7 separate regions of the Mus musculus genome follow, and all the other regions are linked to region 4. A link is a contact called in public Hi-C, HiCAR-type, HiChIP or PLAC-seq and promoter capture Hi-C data. All regions are on one chromosome and are shown on one strand. The core of a region is the stretch at or near the end of the contact, and the rest is flanking DNA. Distances in the headings are between cores, read along the strand shown. Region 1 has its middle 57 kb from the start of Gm35284. Region 2 has its middle 76 kb from the start of Gm52184. Region 3 has its middle 65 kb from the start of Gm35284. Region 4 holds the start of Tafa5 (TAFA chemokine like family member 5). Region 5 has its middle 32 kb from the start of Gm35284. Region 6 has its middle 31 kb from the start of 4930543I03Rik. Region 7 has its middle 25 kb from the start of Gm35284.

The links. Promoter capture Hi-C pulls out the DNA fragments that hold promoters and counts their contacts. Hi-C and Micro-C count contacts between places; a contact is called where the count stands out from the background. HiCAR-type assays count read pairs that join an accessible place to other places. HiChIP or PLAC-seq counts read pairs in DNA pulled down with a chosen protein or histone mark.
Region 1: a Hi-C map of cortical neurons shows a contact between it and region 4, with 2.6 times the contacts expected there. The contact joins the enhancer-like site here to the promoter of Tafa5 in region 4. A contact is called at or near these places in 9 of 39 promoter capture datasets (the C10 cell line, the HPC-7 cell line, HPC-7-derived erythroid cells and 5 more), 2 of 484 Hi-C or Micro-C datasets (cerebral cortex and cortical neurons) and 6 of 115 datasets of contacts at active chromatin or transcription factors (VIP interneurons, astrocytes, craniofacial prominence and 3 more).
Region 2: a contact with region 4 is called in a promoter capture Hi-C map of hippocampal neurons, with 4 times the contacts expected there. The contact joins the enhancer-like site here to the promoter of Tafa5 in region 4. A contact is called at or near these places in 4 of 39 promoter capture datasets (hippocampal neurons, liver and pre-B cells), 1 of 484 Hi-C or Micro-C datasets (cerebral cortex) and 5 of 115 datasets of contacts at active chromatin or transcription factors (astrocytes, embryonic forebrain, embryonic hindbrain and 2 more).
Region 3: an H3K4me3 HiChIP or PLAC-seq map of forebrain shows a contact between it and region 4, with 8 times the contacts expected there. The contact joins the enhancer-like site here to the promoter of Tafa5 in region 4. A contact is called at or near these places in 3 of 39 promoter capture datasets (the C10 cell line, hippocampal neurons and liver), 1 of 484 Hi-C or Micro-C datasets (cerebral cortex) and 7 of 115 datasets of contacts at active chromatin or transcription factors (SST interneurons, VIP interneurons, embryonic basal ganglia and 4 more).
Region 5: a promoter capture Hi-C map of hippocampal neurons shows a contact between it and region 4, with 4 times the contacts expected there. The contact joins the enhancer-like site here to the promoter of Tafa5 in region 4. A contact is called at or near these places in 4 of 39 promoter capture datasets (the C10 cell line, cranial neural crest, hippocampal neurons and 1 more) and 7 of 115 datasets of contacts at active chromatin or transcription factors (VIP interneurons, astrocytes, embryonic forebrain and 4 more).
Region 6: a contact with region 4 is called in an H3K4me3 HiChIP or PLAC-seq map of forebrain, with 6 times the contacts expected there. The contact joins the enhancer-like site here to the promoter of Tafa5 in region 4. A contact is called at or near these places in 10 of 39 promoter capture datasets (the 3T3-L1 cell line, embryonic stem cells, frontonasal cranial neural crest and 5 more), 2 of 484 Hi-C or Micro-C datasets (cerebellum and cerebral cortex) and 8 of 115 datasets of contacts at active chromatin or transcription factors (astrocytes, embryonic basal ganglia, embryonic forebrain and 5 more).
Region 7: a contact with region 4 is called in a HiCAR-type map of astrocytes, with 3 times the contacts expected there. The contact joins the enhancer-like site here to the promoter of Tafa5 in region 4. A contact is called at or near these places in 6 of 39 promoter capture datasets (embryonic stem cells, hippocampal neurons, liver and 3 more) and 8 of 115 datasets of contacts at active chromatin or transcription factors (astrocytes, embryonic basal ganglia, embryonic forebrain and 5 more).

The regions. Positions count from the first base shown.
Region 1 is chr15:86,956,756-86,959,460 of GRCm38.p6, forward strand. No RefSeq gene overlaps it. Among named protein-coding and RNA genes, the nearest start is that of Gm35284, 57 kb to the left of the region's middle. Within about 2 kb of position 1,301, at least 6 of the 459 cell types and tissues checked have an H3K27ac peak or open chromatin away from gene starts, as enhancers often do. A contact at or near this core is called in cortical neurons, where this site is marked.
Region 2 is chr15:86,813,797-86,816,496 of GRCm38.p6, forward strand. No RefSeq gene overlaps it. Among named protein-coding and RNA genes, the nearest start is that of Gm52184, 76 kb to the left of the region's middle. Within about 2 kb of position 1,410, at least 10 of the 459 cell types and tissues checked have an H3K27ac peak or open chromatin away from gene starts, as enhancers often do. A contact at or near this core is called in hippocampal neurons, where this site is marked.
Region 3 is chr15:86,834,642-86,837,545 of GRCm38.p6, forward strand. No RefSeq gene overlaps it. Among named protein-coding and RNA genes, the nearest start is that of Gm35284, 65 kb to the right of the region's middle. Within about 2 kb of position 1,575, at least 33 of the 459 cell types and tissues checked have an H3K27ac peak or open chromatin away from gene starts, as enhancers often do. A contact at or near this core is called in SST interneurons, VIP interneurons, cerebral cortex and 2 more, where this site is marked.
Region 4 is chr15:87,543,000-87,545,775 of GRCm38.p6, forward strand. It overlaps Tafa5 (TAFA chemokine like family member 5), which reads left to right and starts at 1,300. Exons shown (of 4, transcript NM_001252310.1): 1 at 1,300-1,604. The coding sequence starts at 1,493. Gm35471 (a long non-coding RNA gene) reads right to left here and starts at 974. Exons shown (of 3, transcript XR_384322.2): 1 at 463-974.
Region 5 is chr15:86,931,171-86,934,141 of GRCm38.p6, forward strand. No RefSeq gene overlaps it. Among named protein-coding and RNA genes, the nearest start is that of Gm35284, 32 kb to the left of the region's middle. Within about 2 kb of position 1,356, at least 8 of the 459 cell types and tissues checked have an H3K27ac peak or open chromatin away from gene starts, as enhancers often do. A contact at or near this core is called in hippocampal neurons, where this site is marked.
Region 6 is chr15:86,671,775-86,674,602 of GRCm38.p6, forward strand. No RefSeq gene overlaps it. Among named protein-coding and RNA genes, the nearest start is that of 4930543I03Rik, 31 kb to the right of the region's middle. Within about 2 kb of position 1,402, at least 10 of the 459 cell types and tissues checked have an H3K27ac peak or open chromatin away from gene starts, as enhancers often do. A contact at or near this core is called in forebrain, where this site is marked.
Region 7 is chr15:86,874,611-86,877,310 of GRCm38.p6, forward strand. No RefSeq gene overlaps it. Among named protein-coding and RNA genes, the nearest start is that of Gm35284, 25 kb to the right of the region's middle. Within about 2 kb of position 1,386, at least 30 of the 459 cell types and tissues checked have an H3K27ac peak or open chromatin away from gene starts, as enhancers often do. A contact at or near this core is called in neural tube, where this site is marked.

The DNA of each region.
Region 1 (2,705 bases), core at 51-2,550, 590 kb before region 4:
CTCACTCAGTGAAATCCATTGTGGGTCTGTGGCTTTCGTAGGGCTCCCTTCCTGTGGTAGCTCAGAAATCCAGAGAGTTCCTCTTGGGGTTTTCATGTTGTAGGGATTGAACAGTGCAACTGCTGTGTCTATTCTTGGTGGTCAACCTGACTACATCTGGAATGAACTAAAACCCAAATGTATGGGCTCACCAGTAAGAGACTTATTTTACTTGATTGAATTATTTGGGAATGAATGGCCAACCCTAAATAGGGTCTACACCTTCTGGTGGCAGCCTATAGAAAGAACATGGAAGAAGGAAGTCCTTGCTCTTTTCCTGGTTAGCCTCACTCTTACTAGTAAGGTCATTCCTTGACTGGGATCTTGGTATATACTGGAGACCAGCTTAGATATCCAGTATCCAGCTGTTGGACTGAACAGCTATTAGATTCCTGGACTGCCCATTGAGAGACAGCCATTGTTGGAATAGTTGGAGCACAGCCTGTAAGCCACATGAGCAAATCATAAATTCATATTTACATATTTATATTACGTTATTTAACATAATCGTTTACAATTATGTGTATGTGCGTGTAGCTTCTTACTCTCTCAGCTCTGCGTCTCTAGAGAACCCTGACTAATATAAGGACAAATTAGGATCCCCACAGCCTCCAGCCCGAGTGACACCACTGTCTTTCACAGGTCCAACCAACTGCAAAGGTGTTTGGGAAGTCTTTCCAAGCAGCTCTGGAGGGAAAGCAAAGACCACCAGTGAGAGGCTCTGGCATCTCCATACAATCGCCAGAAGAGAAGGATGGGCCTTAGCTTGCACAAACCCAACTCTTCATCTCTTAAGCTTCTTCTCTCAGGATGCTTTATCACAGTGGTGTGAGAAGAAGCTAAGACACAAAGACTTTTAAACCAGGGCTAGCACCTGTCCTGTCTCCTGTGCCCATGTGTGGTTAAAAAAAAAAGACAGTGGCCACATCTCATATCTGCTCAGAGCTCAGGGTGGATCTAGGCCAAGATTGGGTCACTAGTGACCTTAGTCACTGCACTGGTGTCACTGTAGAGACCCCATAGGAAGAAGAGGAGCTGATCTCCATGGCTGACATTCCTGGTGATCTTGCTGTCCATATGCTTTATATAATTAAGGTCCATTGTCATGGAAACTCAGAGAGTTTCGCAGATAGAGAGCTCGGGCATGTCTGGTGATGCTCACCAGAAGATGTCGACTAGAACAGAGACTCAGCCCAGAAGAGAGCCAAGCAATGCATAAGCTTGGGGAATCCTCTGCTGTTCCCTCAAAATGTTTTTCTAGGGAACGGCTAAGAGTTAGAGCGGAGGATGCCTGAGGCTCCACAGCTGTGTGGATGAGTGACTCATGGCAGCAGAAAAGCTGTGCCCTTTCAAATTTGTACAACTCTGTTGTAGTAGTGATGTCAGGCTCCCGAGGAAAAATGGCTACCTGAAAGCCAGCCTTTCTTTAAGGGCCAACAGAGGAAGATGTGAGCGAGCGTATGTGTAACAGTTAGGACGATGCTGTGACTCTTGACCTTCTCTGCTTTGATGGAAGCAGCAGGTAGAAATGGAGGAGCTGGAGCCCCTTCGAAGGGAGGGATTCTGATCTTCCACCAGCTCTCTTTTTCCAGTGCAGACAGCTGCTTCTGACATCGGTTTTGCAGAATACACACAGCTACATAGGAGCCTAACATTTTACTGTTTCCATGGCAATGGATCTTAATTATATTAAGTGTCTGGACAGCAAGATCACCAGGAATGTCAGCCAGCAGCTTCATCTGCTAATACCAAGTGCCATTGGGTTCTGGCACTATTTTACTGTTTCCTGTGTGAATATTTACCACTGGCAGCATTTGATAGTCTCTCTCTCTCTCTCTCCCTCCCTCCCTCCCTCCCTCCCTCCCTCCCTCCCTCCCTCCCTCCCTCCCTCCCTCCCTCCCTCCCTCCCTCCCTCCCTCCCTTTCTCCCTCTCTCTCTCTCTCTCTCTCTGATCTCACCATACATTCCAGCACCCCCAGTATTCCAAAACCAGACCCCAGATCTGTCCCACACTTATTGCCTATGGCTCCCATAGTTCACAGGACCTAATGATTCCATCGAGGTCAGGACTTGCTTCATGTGCAACAGCCAGCCAATAGTGTTTCTGTTTTGAGAACAGGGCATGACTGTGTCCCCTCATGTTAACTATATTCTATTTCCTGCCAGGCTCTAGGGGACCTGTCATAGAAAAGGACTTTTTGCTGGGGGTGGGCTGTAGGTTCTGTATGTACAGGCTGTGTTAACCCCAGTTCCTGGTTAGTACTTGGGTGTGGCATCTGTATATCCTTCAAGTGCTTTACTGCAGTTGGTGACATCTGTCACATGACCATGGACCAGTTTGCACAGACTAGAAGACTTGAATTCCTAGTTGTGGGAGGTTCTTGGCAACTCTAGATGTGGTGTCCCTTGCTGCAGATGATGGACATTGATCATGTCCTAAGCTTCATAAGAGGACAAAGCAAGTTGGTGAGCATAGATGGCTGTGGGACCGCACGCTTGGTATTGGGTGGTGTTCCTCAGCATCTGAAAGCCAACCAGTGGATGAGCCAGGTCGATGGACCCAAGACCTCACAGATAACCTTACAGTGATGGTGTGGCTCAGTATGTTCATAACAGTCCTGTCTCAAAGGCAGGTGAATAGACCAACCATCTTCTTCCCAGGCCTT
Region 2 (2,700 bases), core at 160-2,659, 730 kb before region 4:
AATATAGTCTATAAATCACAGTGACATTTTAGATGAAATTCGCCTCCTCCTGCACATCTGCCTTTAAGTGACCCCCATCCCTGTGTGTGTGTTGCAGTGCTCGAGGGAGGCCGGTACAGCCCGGTCTGGGTAGGCATAGTTAGTTAAAGATAAGATCACTGGCATCTTGAAATGCCACATTTGTCAACACAGGAAGTGACCCTGCCCCAGATGCTGGGTGGGATGGCTCTGTAATGTTCAGTGTGAGAGCTGCCCTTCCCTCGCTCACATCCTGGTCTTGGAATGCTGTTGTCTTCACAGATGGCAGCTACTGTTTAACACTGTGATAATTGATTTTATTGTCAACTTGGCCAGGCCACTGTGAGTGTTTACCAGAATTAAAATTAGACATGAATGAAATGATTGGACAGAGTGAAGACTAATGGAATCGTGTGCCTTCGTATACAGAAACAAGTGAAGGAATTGTTTTTTGTTTTGTTTTGTTTTTTTAAGAAAGATGGAATTAGACAGGATGTCAGAATAAGATGATGCTCACAGATAATGCCATCAGAGAAACCAGAAATACAAAGATGAAGGGACGATAAGAATTTCTGGAAGTTCACATGTAGAAGACTGGGCAAGAGCCTGCCATGAGGCCTCAGTGAATAAATGTGCTTTCAGCCAAGCTGGATGTCCTGAGTTCAACCGTAAGGACCGACATCGTAGCAGTAAAGGGCTGCTTCCCACAAATTGTCCTGTGACTTCCACACATGTGTGCACATGCACATGCATGACTGTGCACACACACACACACACATATATATGTATAAAATATGTACTAAAAGAAAGACTGGACTAAAGATTAAGCATGAATTACTTTGGAGAAGTTGGGGCACAAAGACTAGAGAAGCAGTATTTGCAACCAAGCACAACCTCCTGAAATACCAGAAGGCCTCAGTGTTACAAAAGGATATAGCCACGTTTGGGGAAGTCCACCCAGAACGGACCACAGCAAACCACACTCTCTGAAGCTGTTGGGCTCTACTGAAAGAACTGTCGCTGTCCTCCAGGCAAGAAGAGCAGAATTCTCACAGAGCAAAGAAAAACTCAGACAGATGCCAGTCTTTTGACAAGTCTTTGTACCAGATGGAATTGGGGACACAGATTTAAGATACACGGAGAAAGCAGAGTGAGCCAGGCTGCCTGTCACTGCACATCACATGAAAGCCCGAAGATGCTGTCCTCGGGGCTTTCCTCAGCGTCTGCTGGAGAACTAGTTTGACTCACCAAGATGATAGAAGGGAAGGGGAGGGAGGAGGACGACCAGCTGGAGGCCACAGCAGGCACCCATGGAGCCAGGGTGGGATGGGAGAGAGATGAGCCCTACCCTCTCAGAGGCTAGGCATTCATCAAGCTGAGTGTAGGCCAAGAGGGAGTGTGTAAAGGGGAGAGACATATGGCTGATCATAGAGGCTGAGCATGGTGATCTGGGACAGAGGAGAGAGGGAGAAGGGCAGGATGCTTGAACTGGAGACCGGGGTCAGGAAGGATGTGGATGACGTAAGTGTTAAATGTCTGTCAGAGAGAAGATGCTTGCATGTGTGCCAGAGAGAAAGAAAATGCTAGAAGCAGCATAGAGGGTGTATGTGTGTGTGTGTACACAAGAGTGCACATGTGTGTGTATGTGTGTGTGTACACAAGAGTGCACATGTGCATGTGTGTGTGTGTGCGCATACTTGTGCACTGATACATGTGTGTTTATGGATGCGATGCAATGTTTCCATGTAAGTAGACATTATGGGAAAATTAAATCCAGTTAATTAACACCAACATGCCTTCACCTACTTATCACATTAATTTTTTTTTGGTGACCTATGTATTATGAGATATGTATTATGAGACAGGTCACCCTAGTCTTGGCTCCTTTGGGGGACTTAAAGAGTCCCAGTTATACTTTGTAGAAGGCACTGCATCTTTTACACACACACACATGTGCACGTGCACGCACACACACACACACACACACACACACACACACGTGCGCGCACATTAGCGTGGGAGGACCAGCAAAGGACAGCAGCTGAAGGGTACACTAGAGGCACTAATAGGAGTCAGAGTCACAGCTAGGAGAAATAAACAAGTAGTGAATGGGGAACTCACCATGCCTCTCTCAATTCACGACTAGCCATTATTAGAAGGAAGATGGAAGCCGTCAATGACGGGACCAATGGGGCAGAGCCTACAATGGCACATTGAACTCTGACCTCTGGTAATTGAGAATACATTGTCTTTTAAAAGTACATGGAACAGCCTGCAAATTGAGCATGTCTATTGCTACAAAGAGCCTCTCATTAAGTCCGGAGCACAGAAATGATCCATCCAGCCCTCTCTTACTACAAGCAGGAAAACTAGAAGTTAATTACAGAGCTAGCAGAAGTGAACACTCACCCACCAAGCATGTCAATAAACAACTTGGAACGAGAACAGAATGGCTTCAAACTGAGAAGACAAGAACCCAGGTTGGAGAAATGGCTCACTGTCTCATCCTGAGGACCTGGGGTCAAATCTCAAGCACCCAGGTGTGTGTGCCTGTAAACACAGCACTGGGGGGCAGACACCTGTGAGTCTCCAGAGCTTGCTGGTTAAATAATTAATTCCAGTTCAGTGAGAGACCCTTGTCCAAGCCATTAGGGTAGAGTGTTATTGAGGAAGACTGCTCTA
Region 3 (2,904 bases), core at 325-2,824, 710 kb before region 4:
ATGCACCGCTCACTGCTGTGGGTGGAGGTTGAGATGGGGGAGCTTGGGTGCACGGTGACCTGAAGCCAACAGAACTCAGGGAGGTCATGGAAACAGCTTGGGAGAAGAGCGAAAAGGTCAAAGGCTGGTCTGAGACCTCAGGTTTGTTTTCTCAGAACAGTTGAATCCAGAGCAGGGGCTGCCACTGCTGCCAGTGTGGCGCAAGGTTCAAGAGTGGGGTCCAGCAGGGAACTTGGAAAGAGGAGAGGGACACGGTGAGAAAAGGCTCTGCTGGTGAGCTCCATTGGCTTTCAGGAGGACGTGTTGGGAAGAGGACATGAGGGCACCAGGAATCCAGGTGCTTCCCAGGACATAACATCACTGACATTCGTCTAAGGCTAATCAGTGGAAGAACATGGACTGGACGTGGGTCGTCCTGCCTCAGAGTTCCTATTGCAAAAACATAAAGTCCTTGGGCAAAGACATTTCCTGGGGTCAGAACGACACATGCCCATGCAATACCCACACACTCAGAAGCATCTCAAGGCCCCAGGGGTAGCCCTTAGTAGCCATCAGTCTCTGTGGTCTCCACAAGTTCCCCAGCAAAGCTCTAACTTCGAAAGGACATCCATGAGAGATCATCTGGAAATTAGACACTGAGTGGGTTGGATGAATAACCCTCGGCAGAAGCTATTTTCTGCTCTACTGGGAGGGAAGTGAGCCGGTTGCCAGCAGCTCTTGTCACTGACGTATTGTGTGCTTGAAGAGGGTTTAGTTCACTAAGAAGTGAGGTGGTATGACGGAGAGGACCTGGGCATTACAGATATCTAGGTTCGGCCTTATACTAATATATAATCTTATAGTTTATAGCTCTTCACTGAAAGAAGTATCCAGAGCTTATTGGTGCACGTTTGTGGTGAGGACCGGTGGGTAAAACCCAGCAAGCAGAGAAGTGGTTTTTAGCTGCTGCTGTGTCAGTGGTTAAAGAGAGAATACTGAGGTATGCTGATCATCTCCATAGTTGAGAGGATGTGGATGATGATGGCGATGATGATGATGATGGTGATGATAGAGATGATAATGATGGTGATGACGGTGACAAATGAGCACTTGTTAGCATGCGCCTGTCATCCCCAGGAAAGCTCATTGGCTGCCGCGTACCCACCAGGGTGCTTTTGCCTCATGATGTAAGGCGATTTTTTTTGTGCTTCTCGTGTGCTTTTCATCTTGAGTGTTAGCATTTAACTTTTGCCAAGTAGCTGAGCCAGAAGTGAAAATTCCCTCAAACTGTAAGAAACACTGACAGGCATCCAGATGTGGTGTTATCGTGCCCACCATTCAGCATAATAATGGCTATTTGTTGTAGTTTTCTCTCTGTCATTTGGCATGGGCCTGCTTTGGGTGCTATAGTAATAGCTAGGGGGAAAATACAGACTGCACCGCTAACTTGAAAAGAATTCCAGGAGGGTGCACACTGGTGCTGGAATCTTACACTCCGAGGAAGGATGCCGGCAGGCTGCTGGAGCAGGGAGCTAGGTGTTTGCTGGGGAAAGCAGTGCAGCTGCTTGGCTCTCGGCCCGCTCTGCACAGATCCTGAGCTGTGATATAGTTTAAAAATAACCCTGCTCTGGCTGCCTGTCTGGGGATCTGCTGCTGGACTCCCAGATGCTGCAGCTACTGAAAGCAATATGCTTTGTGGAAAGGTATTAGGCTGGGGTTTTGTTCTGCCAGCGTTGCTTCAAATTGTCCTCCTGGAGCAGACAGAGGTTGCCCCCGCCCCCAGGCAGAGGAAGAAAGCAGAAAAGAAGAAAAGGCTTCCCTGCAGCCCCAGACTCTGAACCACTCGCCTGAAGGGGGCAGGTATGTGTGGGCCTGAGAGATGGTGTGCCCCTGTATGCCTGATAACCTGCATATGTGCACTCGCACATGCGTGCATGCACACATGCACACACACACACACACACACAAGTGCGTGCAATGCACACACATTCATACACACATATGTGCATGCACATACACATACATATACATGGACACACATGCACACACATATACACATATGTGCACACAAATGCACACACATTCATAACACATGTACATGCATACACATGCACATATACATGTGCACACGCGTGCACGCACGCACACACACACACACACACACACATGCACACACACACCACCCCAGCACAGGCTGTAAAAGCATTCCCAGTTTTAATCTTTTTTGCGGGGAGGGGAAGGGAGGGCTTGAGACAGGGTTTCTCTGTGTAGCCCTGGCTCTCTTGGAACTCACTCTGTAGACCAGGCTGACCTCAAACTGAGAAATCTGCCTGCCTCTGCCTCCCAAGTGCTGGGATTAAAGGCGTGCACCACCACTGCCCAGCCAGTTGGGGTTTTTTTGTTTTGTTTTTTTGTTTTTTGTTTTTTTTTAAGATGTGTTTCTGAGGATTTCAGTCAGGTCTTCATGCTTAGATTCTGTCTTAGGATTTTACTGCTGCGATGAAAACACCATGACAAAAAGCAAGTTGGGGGAGGAAAGGGTTAATTCGGCTTACACTTCCAGATCATAGTCCATCACTGGAGGAAGTCAGGACAGGAACTCAAACAGGGCAGGATCCTGGAGGCAGGAGCTGATGCAGAGGCCATGGAGGGGTGCTGCTTTCTGACTTGCTCCTCATGGCTTGCTCAGCTTGCTTTCTTATAGAACCCAAGACTATCAGCCCAGGGATAGCCAAACCCAGGGATGGTCCTCCCCCATTGATCACTAATTGAGAAAGTGCCTTACAGCTGGATCTCATGGAGGCATTTCCTCAACTGAGGCTCCTTCCTCTCCGATGACTCTAGATTGTGTTGAGTTGACACAGAAAACCAGTCAGTACAGACAGCAAGTGCTTTACTGACCGAGTCATCTCCTCAGTCCTGGGC
Region 4 (2,776 bases), core at 50-2,549:
GAAACAAGCTTGTGGCATGCATGTATCCAAGTGGAGTGTGTATGGAGTTCAGCTATGTGGTGTGCGTGTGTGCATGAACATGGTGCGCATGTGGAGTGCGTATGTGTCTGCGTATGTATACAACCTGGGTACTTGCCCTCCTTCAGCCCCTCAGCAACGTTCTCTATGTCCTGGTCTGTTTAAATGCCACACTGGACCAGGGTGCAAGGGGAAAGGCTTATGCTGGTATGCACCAAGTAGCTTGTGGGGAAAAGCCTCCATTTCTAATGAGATCTTGTGTGGGGGTACCACCCCTTCCCATGCAGAACAAACACCAATGAGAAGCCTAACTGGGCCTGCTGTTAGCATGTTCACTGGTGCACAGGAAGGGAATGGAATCGACCTTCATGGCCATGGACCTACAGGGCCACCTGGGGAAAACACCAGCTTTTAGAGTTTCTTCCTGGAGTGCAAGGAACTTACAAGGGAAAGTGGAAGTGACCCGATTCCGCTGGTTTACAGGGGCAAACCCGTTGTCCAACGGCAGGAATGCACATCAGAGTTGTAGTCTTCGCTACCCTCCTCAGAAAACCAGACCAGGGACTTTATCCTGCACACACTCTGGAAAATGGATGAGAGAGAGGAACCACAGGCCATGGCCTGGGGGCAGAGGCTGTGGTACACGGGAGTCAAGGAAGTGCATCAGGAAGATGCAAAGGAATGTCTTCTTAGGGTAGACACACAGAGCCCACAGGATGGCAAGTTCTAGAGACAGGGTGCAGGTGCGCTCAGATGCTCTCTGGTGGGCTCAGAGCAACAAGGCATACTCAGGAGCCCTGGTGCTGGGCACAAATGGGAAACAGGCTGAAAGCATTATTTGCTTTGAATAAACTTTCGGTTCACTTTCCGGATCAATACCAAACAAGGTCTGGGACCCCAGCGTCCCAGGCCTTTGGTGGAAGACTCTCGCGTGGGGGGGGGGGGGGGGGAAGGGGGTCCCAAGTCACCTAACTTCCCGCTGGCCCTGAGGGTCTTGCGCGCCCAGAGCCCAGGCTACGAGGATGCTGGGCCGTCTCTGTCGCCATCCAGAGGCTCGGCTAGGGCGCGGCGTCCCCTCTGCTCGCCTCCCTCGCCGGTCCCGGGCCAGTGCGAGGCCCCGCCACGCCGGGCACGCGCTCCAGGCGCGCCCCTCGTACTGGTGACGGGGCGCGCTGAGCCGGGGCGCGCAGCGACGCCCAGAGCCGCGGGCTGGCGTCCCCGGGCGGGCGAGCACGGGCGCGGGCGGCGCGGGCGCGGCGCGGGGCGGGCGGCGCGGGGCGCAGTGGGCCGGGGCCCGGGCGCGGCGGCGGCGGCGGAGAAGGAGGAGGAGGAGGAGGACGAGGAAGAGGAGGAGGAGGAGGACGAGGAGGAGGATGGCACGCGCGGGGCCCGCACGTGGAGGCCGGCGCGGGGGCGCGGGCAGGGCCGGCTGCTGAGAAGCGCTGCTGCCCCCCGCGCGGGCACCGCGGCTTCAATGGCGCCATCGCCCAGGACCAGCAGCCGGCAAGATGCGACCGCCCTGCCCAGCATGTCCTCAACTTTTTGGGCATTCATGATCCTGGCCAGCCTGCTCATCGCCTACTGCAGTGAGTACCGTGCACCCGGGCCCCATAAGGGCCTCGGGTCCTCCAAGCGGCCCCAGCCCCAGCCCCGGCGGGGCGCCCCGCGTCGGTGCGGAGTTGCGAGCGCGTGGCGCGCGGTCCCGGGTCTTGGCCGCTGTTCCGCTGGCCCGGGAGGGCTTGGTGCAGGCGGCTCCGGGGTCCAGACACTCCGCGGCCGGGCACAGCAGCCCCGGCGAGCTTCCGCGGACTAGCCAGCAGGGCCGGCATCAGGCCCAGGCAGGCACAGCGCGTCCCTGCGCGGCGGTGCCCGGTGTCCGCCGTGCGGTCGCCGCTCCGGCCCAGGCTAGCGACCGAGCGGAGCTTCCCGCCGGCGACACTCCCTCCGGGGACTTATGGGGACGCAGCAACCGAGCCCGAGCGGGACTCCTCGGGCAGGACCGCGGCTTGGGTTCCTCCGACGCGTGGTGGAGCCTCTGCCTTGCTAGGAAGCGGGCTCGCCAGATGCTTTCTGTAAAAGGAGAAGTAAGGGAACGGATGCCTCTGGAGGGGAGGGCCCGCTACCGCTGCAAGGGTGGTTCGGAGGAATGAACTGACGACCCAGTGGGTCTGGCAAGGGCTGCGGAGGGAGGTGCGGGCTGGTCGGAGCCTGGCACGGGGTTCTGGAGCTGGGCTTAGGCTGGGACCCGGACGATGGGTGATCTTATCAGTAGGTCTTATCTGGGTACCGATAATCTGAGTCCTGGGTACAGTCTTGGGGCTGGTGTAGTATGGGTAGGCATCATCTTGGCTGGTGTCTGCTGACTGTCGGAAGCTGTTGGGGTGGGTAGAGGCTGGTTAGAGTCCCGGGCATAGGCTCTATAAGAGATGGGCGCTTGCCTGGTTACAGTTTCTGCCTTCCTTCCCGTCTCTGCGGGAAGAAAAACTAGTGCCAGTGAACACCTGTCATGAAAAAAATGCCACAGGCAAGGGAGGTGATGACAAAATATGGATTCTTTACTAATTTAAAATAAAAGGCCATCACCAAGTGGTTCCTCTCACTCCTCCCTCCTTTCCCCGGCCATCGCTCGAGCCTGGGGCCTCCTAGTTCCCAATCCTAGCTCTGAAATGAAATTGCAGCAGTCTTGAGACTCAAGTCGAGGCCGAATATGTCATCAGAGTCCTGGGACAACTCTGAATGGGGATAGCTCAACCCCCAA
Region 5 (2,971 bases), core at 106-2,605, 610 kb before region 4:
TTCCCATCCCCTTCTGTAAGTAGGTGCCTGCTATTCTGCAGCAGCTGCCTGTGAGTGACACACAAGCAGCCCTTTCCAACTTTCCACCCTCTCTTCTCCAATGCTCTGGAGACACCCAGGCGGGTACTAGAGAGTCCTGTGTGGACACAGTGCTATCTGAGATTCTGAACATGTGACGAGGCTAAGTCAGAGTGTGGCTGACATCAGTTGCCAAATGTGTTGGGTTCTCAGCCCTTGGCGGAGGTAGGACCAGGATCCATCTATCATGAGTTGTGGAAGCTGGGCACATGGCAGGGCTTCATGCTGGATGCACAGAAGTTATATTAGGGCAGCCTCTAAGAGGTCCAGAGACACCACAGGTCAGTGTGAAGCATGGTTGCCCCTCTTTACCTGAGCCTGCCTATGGATCTCAGGTCCCTTCTAGCCCATAAACATACAAGGGATACAATTTACTGAGCCCTGTTGACCAAAGTGACATGAAGTGTCCCCAGAAGCACCCTACCAGGGCTAAAAGATTGCTTCAGGAGAGGGAGGAATTGTCAAAATGTTCCGCTTAAGGCACCTTGAAAGAAATTCCATCTGAATTAACTATCATGTGCTTTATTTCTGCCGGGCTATATGCAGAGTTCTGGCTCTGGGGTTCTCTGACAGTATCCAGATTCTACACCTGCTTGGACCAGGCGCATGGTGTGGCTTATGAAGCTCCAAGCTCCTGGACTAAAAATGTAAGGGCATTGCAGCTTCTCAAAATAGGATTGGAAGATGGGGAAAAAGAAATCAACCTTTTTTTTTTTTTTACAGTCCCTGGGAAATAACCACAACTTAAAACCTCCAGTAAGCCTTTAGATGATGTCTTAAAGGCTGGAATTATCTCGCCTACCTCATGCATCCCAAGACTGCCGGTAGAAATCCAATAATAGTGGAGAGACAAATGAAGTGAATATTTCACCACAGGTTGAAAATATTTGTGGATGACTTGTGCTCAAGAGAGTCTGGGAAGTCACAGGTCCTAACTGTCTCTTCCTAGCTGGGTGATTCTCTATAGTGTAACTAAGCAGTAACACTTTGCAGACACAAAGAGACCACCCATCTCATCTGCATGTCCCCTCACATGCTCCCAGGGGGCTGACAGGTGAGCCCTAAGCAGGCACAGGTAGCCACACTGCCTAGGTGAGACTTTCCTGTACCCAAAGCCTAGGGCTTGAACAAAAGCCGAGCTTCCTCCTGGTGGGGTAACTGGAATTTTGTGAGCAGAAGGAGGCACGAGGAGAGGATGCTATTCTCCCACAGAAATGCTTCAAGAGCCCCCACAGATGGGACGCGATAAGGAGCTTAGTCCAGACACTGCCGTTTGATCGAGTTGCCATCTGTGGGATTTGCCAACCGTGAGTGGGGCCGAGGATATCTCTCTGCTACAGCCTGGCTAGGGCTGCACAGACACATTTTATCTGATCCTGGGGGAAATCACTTTCTGAGTAAGCCAGCCAGGATGGCTTCAGAAGACGGCCACCTCCCCACCGTGGAGAGGCCAGTGTCGTCCCCCCCCCCATCCCTAGAATAGGGGACTGTGGGAAGCATGCTGCATATTAAACATCCCTTTCCTAGACTCAGGGAATGCCCACAGAATTGCATGGAGAGATAGAGTCTGAATGCAAAGACAAGCTCTTCCTCGGGTGGATGAGGTGGATTCTATTCAGCACCATAGACAGCGCCCCGAACACTTGCTCTCCTGCAAACCTTGATGTCCTGAAAATTCAAGCTGCTTTGTTCTCCAGCAGAGGCTGAGGTCTTTTTGGTTTTTGGTTTTTGTTGCTATATGTCAACCTTGGAGCCTGGTCTCATGTATTGCATCAGGCCTAGAGGCAGTCCGCATGTCATCCTTCCACTCTTTCCAGCATGCATTGAGGCTGCATGTAGTGAGCGACATCCTGATAAGAGCCATGTTCCTTATAATCTGCCTTTAGGTGTCTGAACAGGATGTGGTCTCCTAATGTTTGCACTGCGACTCCTGGAATGGGCTGGGCCTTGGGTACAGGGCAAAGGGGTAGATATCATACAGGCGGAGAGACATTTAAGTCATATGTAAATAAAGTGGGGAAGGACTCAGTGGCAGGTGTGTGTAGGATGGACAGTATCTGCTTATGGCAGGAGAAACAACTAGTTGCTGAATGGGAAGTGGTCAAGGGAATGAACCATATTTAAGGATTTGGATGAATTCAGCATGGCAGTAGGAGAGGGGAAGGCAGTGTCTTAGATATCTGTAGTGTTGGAGTAGTTCAGTCATGCTGTCCAATAACTGCACCTAGCATCAATTGCTTGTTTGAGATGTGCCAAATGCCATTCCATGCTTTTCACATGAGCTGAGCCATTCCAATCTTACAAGGAATGTAACAGGTTTATCAGTTACTATTTCACACATTAGAAATGACACCGGTGAGAGCAGGGTCACGTGGACAGAGAGATGCGATCAGCCCACACATCTCAAGCTGGGAGCCAGGTTCTGGGCAGAGCAGCCTTTAAGCTGGATGTGGTCTCTGTTCTCAGAGCAAGCAGGGTGGGGGGTGTACTGACAGACAGAAAACCTCATGAGGTGGCCTCAGTAATGGAAGGCTTGGGTAAAAGGGACAAGTACCAGGGAGGGTTTGAGTGAAAGGAACAAATATTTAAGAGGCAGAAGTAGTAGCGAATGTTGATATTCAGAGGAAGTTGGAGGAGACTCAGTGGCTTGGGGAAAGGGACATTCAGGAGATAGGTGTGGGGGGAGAAGCGGGGATGCTCAGAGAAAAGAATAGGAACACAGGTGTCTGAGATGTGGGGGGAGGGCAATTCCACTTATAGGGAGCTTCAGGAGCTACAGGGTGGGAAGCTTGCCCACCCACAGATATTGGAAATGGGGACAAGGTGAGCCTAGTGACAAATGTCTTGCCTCCCAGCTGAAGGGTTTCAAGGACCAAGAAATCCCTGCTTGGGG
Region 6 (2,828 bases), core at 152-2,651, 870 kb before region 4:
ATGAGGGACAGACAGGCAGACAGACTGAACACCCCGACAGCAAGAATGTCACGGTTAATAGTGTCCAGTAGGTAATGTCATTACAATGTCTGAACATGACCACAGAGGGGACTCTGAGAGCCAAGGGATGGTAGAGGGGATACCTGTTCTGCAACTGATAATGATTTAGGAGCCAAGACCTTTGTGGAGTAAGAGCAAGTAGCCAGAAGGGAAAGAGGTAATTCCAAGAGAGGTGTGAGCAGCTTCATCAAGGAGGGGTGAAAGGCAGAGCATTCAGGTACCCAACATTCCAAACTTGTGTGTTCCGTGGAGGAGAAGAGTGGATACAGCAGGGATGAGCAAAGATGCTACTTGCTCTCCTTCCAGGCTCAGCCGCTGGAGAAGTCACACAGGCTTCCTTGAATGGAGACAGGAAAGCGAGGTGTGGTAGGGGCTGCATCCTGCAGGGGGCGTCTTGGTGCCCCAGGTGTGCAGTGTGGTGTCCCATTTGGAAGGGACATATCAGGTAGACACAGCTTCCTGAGTGGCCCGGAGATACTCAGGATCTCTGGAAGCATCTAGTCTATCAAGCCAGCCAGATTTGAATCTAAACCATCACTTGCTTGGAGATGAGGTGGGGTTGTAAACCTGGGTTTACTAGTATTGAGGCAAAGCCATTGAGCTTTGTCATCTAAAATTGGAAAATGCTCTTTCTTTTCTGGAACTTTCACAGGTGTTAAACACACACACACACACACACACACACACACACACACACACACACATACACACACACATTTTTTACTTGGTGTTTGTAACTAATTTTTGTTTGGTATTAGTTTCCTTCCATCCTGTGACCAGGTTTCTTCATGTGCTATAGAATGTGCTACAATAGTGCACATTTTGGCTGTTATGGGAGTTAAATGGATTCCTGTTTCATCTGGTAAGTGGCATTCAACAGTCTTTAAAGTTATCCCTCATTGTTCTAAATCAGACTCCTGTTTGTTAAAGAATACATGCCCCCCCCACAACCACTCTGAGCCCGGTATTTATCTTAGCATAGTCTCTTCAAACTGTACTCAATAAATCAGCAGATATGGGCTTTTAAAAAAATGCATGCATGCCTGTATGGGCCTGCACATGCATGCAGGTAAATTTCTGAATCCTTTATGATAGTTGTGCTCAATGTAATTGAAAGGAAATTGGAGTTGATTTAATTATTGGCATTTAGAAAACTAAATTTTTCCTGATACATGCGTGTTACGTGAGAATCTAAAAGAAGCCGAAACTCCAGTAAGTGATTAGCTCATTATGTAGACTAATTGCTTTTACAGTTATAAATAAATTCCAAACATCACAGCTCTAAAGCACACACCTGTGCACTAATTGCTTTTCTGAGAGCAGTTTCCATGGCTGCGGAGCAGACATCCCGCCACCCACAGATCGGATGGTGCAGGTGGATACTGGAACTTGGTGATCCTGCCAGCCATCAGCACCGGTGCCAGCCGTCAGCACCGCGTGCCTCTGGACAGCTCCACCTCGGGAGGCTCTGCTAACTCAAAATTCCAGAAGAATAGTAATTGGGTTTGAAAAGGGTTTTCAAATAGTGAGAGCATTAGCTTCAGAGACTTCAAGATCATCTCTAGTGCCCCACAGCGGGTAAAGCTGCAATCTGGAGCTGGTGCCCTGGCTCATTTGAGCCCACATCCTTAGCTCTCCTTCCAAGGCAATTGGTGGAAACAATGCCTTCTTGGGAACACTTTCAAAAGAAACTAATGACCAGAACTCTGGATGCTTTAGTTAAATATGTGCATTTTAAAAAGCCTACTTCTGCCCGGAATTTGCATAATGGTTCTTTCCCATAGGCCAGAGTTACCTTTCACTCTGCTTAATAGACTCAATGCTGCCTTATTAACAAGCATTCGCAGAAAGATGACCTCAGGAGGCTCCTTCCCCCAGCATGCCTCCTTCCCTGATTGCCCACCTGTGACCTCAGTGGCCCCGCCAGCTTCCTGATCGAGTGGAAGCCAGTCTTCCACCTGGTGTCTGAAGGGAGCCTCATTGCCCAGTGACGCTCAGGGCTGGAAGAGGAGTCTGAGTGACATGAGAATGACCTTCCCTCATGAACCTCAGGTGCACCAACCCTTCTGTCAGGATTTGGCAAAGTAGGGCATTCAACCCCATTTGTGCTGCTGTAACAGAATGCCCGAGAGTAGGAGTGTTATAAAGAACAAGAAGTTATTTCTCATGGTCCCTCTGGCTTGGAAGAGCAAGATTAAGATGCTGGCAGGTTGTCTGGTGAGCACTGCATCTCAGAGACGGAGGACCACCATCCCCTCCTGGGCAGAAAGTGGACTGGAAAATGCAGAAAGTCTCTTTTTATAGGGGTCTCACGCCACTATCCTTCATACCCTCAACTCTTCACTCTGTTTTGCTTACAGACAGGAGCCTAGCATGGCTGTCCCCCGAGAGGCTCTACCCAGCAGCTGACTGAAACAGATACAGATACCCACAGCCAAACATTGGATGGAAGTCAGGAACCCTTATAGAAGAGTTGGAGGAAGGATTGAAGGCCCTGAAGGGGATGGGAACCCCATGGGAAGACTAACAGTGTTAACTAACCTGGATCCCTGGGAGCTCCTAGAGGCTGAGCTACATGGGTCTGACACATATGTAGCATGGGGCTTCCTTGTTTGGCCTCAGTGGGAGAGGATGCACCTAATCCCATAGAGACTTGATGCACCATGGATTGGGGGATACCTGAGGGGTGGGTACCCTCTCAGAGGCAAAGTGGGGGTGATGGGACAAGGGACTCTGGAAGGGGGGCCTAGAAAAGGAAGTAGCATTTG
Region 7 (2,700 bases), core at 136-2,635, 670 kb before region 4:
TTGCTCTTGAGTGAAGGCTGCATCTGTTGTCATGGTTTCTGTTGAATGCATTTAACCTTCCTCAGTCTCCACTGAGGTGCAGCCCTACTGTGTTGTGAGTCTCTTAATGCTCTCCTGTTTCCCTGCTAAGTCTTTCTTAGCAGGATGGCATTTTGCACTTTGTACATGCAGTGCTGTTTGCTGGTCATCTGTCAATGGTTTCAACAGTTTCCCCTTGCCCGTGGGTTAGGGGTCCTCAGCCTTGACCCTCACCCTATGAAAGCACCCTGCACACACCGGCATTTTGCTTTGGTCTTAATCCTGCCATTCAAAGTTTACGTGTATTTATAGTCTTTTATTTACACCTTTGTGTTGTTGTTGCTGTTGCTCCTCTGACCGGCTAGCTTCTAGGAGGCCTTCGCTGAGATCCCGAGTGATAAATTTCCTCTCTATTTTCGCTCATAATTCTGTCTGTTGTGCTCTTTAGATTGTGAGACGCTATTTTGGAGACATGTGCATCCCCGCACTCTCCCTGAAATGATAGTTCGCTCTGCCAACACAGCACGCAGCGTCCTTAAAACACACTCAGGCCAGTGATGCAGTCCTGATTTGTGTGTGATGAAGAGACAAAACAAAGCAAAGCAAAACAAAACAAAAGGACCCTCTTGGTGGAATAACCCACTTAAACACCCCTATGGCGCCTTTTAATGATGCAGTTCTTTAGTCTGTGGGAATTTCCATTGCTGTCTGCCTTTCTTATTAGGAACAAGCACCCTGGGCTCCCCACGGCTTGCAGAACTGAGGCTGGCAGGCCACAGATCCTCTCCCTCCCTGTACTGTGACACTGGCCTCTGTTTCAAGTTCCTGCATTCCTCCACCTCTCCTCCCTCCTCTCTCTGCTTCCTTCTTCCTTCTTGCGTCCCTCCTTCCTTCTTTTCCCCGTCTCCCTCCTCTTTTCCCCTCTTCCGGTTCTCTTTCTCCCTCTTCTTTTTTTTTCTGCTTCTCTTCTCGTCTCCCCATCCCTGCTTAACAGTTCCTTATTTTCTTCTCCAAGTTATAAAATACACGAAGTGAAGGACACGAAGCCCGAAGCCCGTGTGTGGGTTGGTCAGCGTGTCTCTAGAGACCTCCGCTGTACAGAGTCACCCCAGGCTGCTCTCCTTTGTGCCTCTCCATCCTGGCCCCTTTGATCCTATCTAGGCCTTCGTAGCTCTAAAGTGTGAACCTGTCTCCCTGATATCTCCAGGCGCTGCCCCCTTCTGTCTCTGCTGATTCTGTGAAAGGGATCTTGGGAGGAATCTCACTCACCCGGGTCTTTGCTTTCAGGCTTCCTGAGTTATACTGGAGTCTGTTCCGCTGGGTGTCAGAGGTCAAGCTGCATCTCACTGGAAGCTGCCCCTGCTCCTCCCACTGCTCCCCCCACCCCCTGCCCCTCCCACCGCTCCCCTGACCCCAGGGCCGAGATCTGAGCTGCAGTCCCTCCCATCACTGATCTTGCCTAGAGTTTGTTAAGGGTTGATTAGCTGTGAATACATTTATCTTCCACTGACCTGTAAGTGGTGCCAGGCCTATGAGTCCTTGCTGACTCCTGCCCTCTCCTCCTCTCCCCTATCTCTCATTATTTCCCTTTTCTTTCCTTTCATCCCTTCCTGTCCCCTCCCCTCTTCCTTTCCATTCGCCCAGGCCCCTCTCCACCCCCCCTTTGCTCCCCTTCTTTCCTATCCCCTTTCCTTCCTTCCTGTTGCTTCCCCTCCCCCTCCCATCTTCACTCATCCATTCCCTCCCTCCCTCCCTCCCTCCCTCCCTCCCTCCCTCCCTCCCTCCCTCCCATCTGTTCTTTCTTTCCTTCTTCAGCAGGTTCTCAAAGATCCCAAGCTGCCCTTGAATGCAACCAAGGATGGCCTTTCATTTCTGATCATCTTACCGCTCCTTGACTCAAAGATCATAGAGAGGCCTGTAGAGTCACACTTGATTTTTATAATATTTTTCCTTTTTGTAATATATGTGTGGTATGTGCTTGTCTGTAGGTATATTTTCATGTGTGTGGGTGGGAGCCACTAAGGATCATATTGGGGTTCAGGGATAAAGGTTTTTGTTTACCAGGGTACAGGCTGGGGAGATGTTTGTGTCTTAAAAACTCAGCAGTAAGTACACATATACAGTAGGAAGGGAGAATAGAAAACCAAAGACATAAAGACAAGAGGGCCAGGAAGTTGGCTCAATCAGTGAGGTTGCCAAGGCTGATGACCGTGGTGTCATGTGGTGGGATGAGAGAACTGACTTCCACACACATGACACCACGGAAGCAAGTATACACACACACACACACACACACACACACACACACACACACACAGAGAGAGAGAGAGAGAGAGAGAGAGAGAGAGAGAGAGAGAGCAAATAACTAAAAGGGAAACTTGAAAACCACTGGTTCTAGGCTGCCAGGGCTATGTGGCTATGGCCTATTTCAAATTACATACACTGCACCCATCTGGTGGGCAATGTTGGTTGAGAATACAGCAGAATGAAGTCCTTCCCCACCGCCGTGTTCCTGATGGGCCTGGCCTGTCCCTCCAGCCTGGGAGTGGAATGGCCAAACCAAGTGAAGGTAACTCTGGTGTTCCTGTGATACAGAAAGCCTTCTCCTGGGCAAAAAGCCAGGGGAATCTGTAAGGTCCACAGTGTGGGGACATCATATGTGCATATGACAGGGTACTAGGG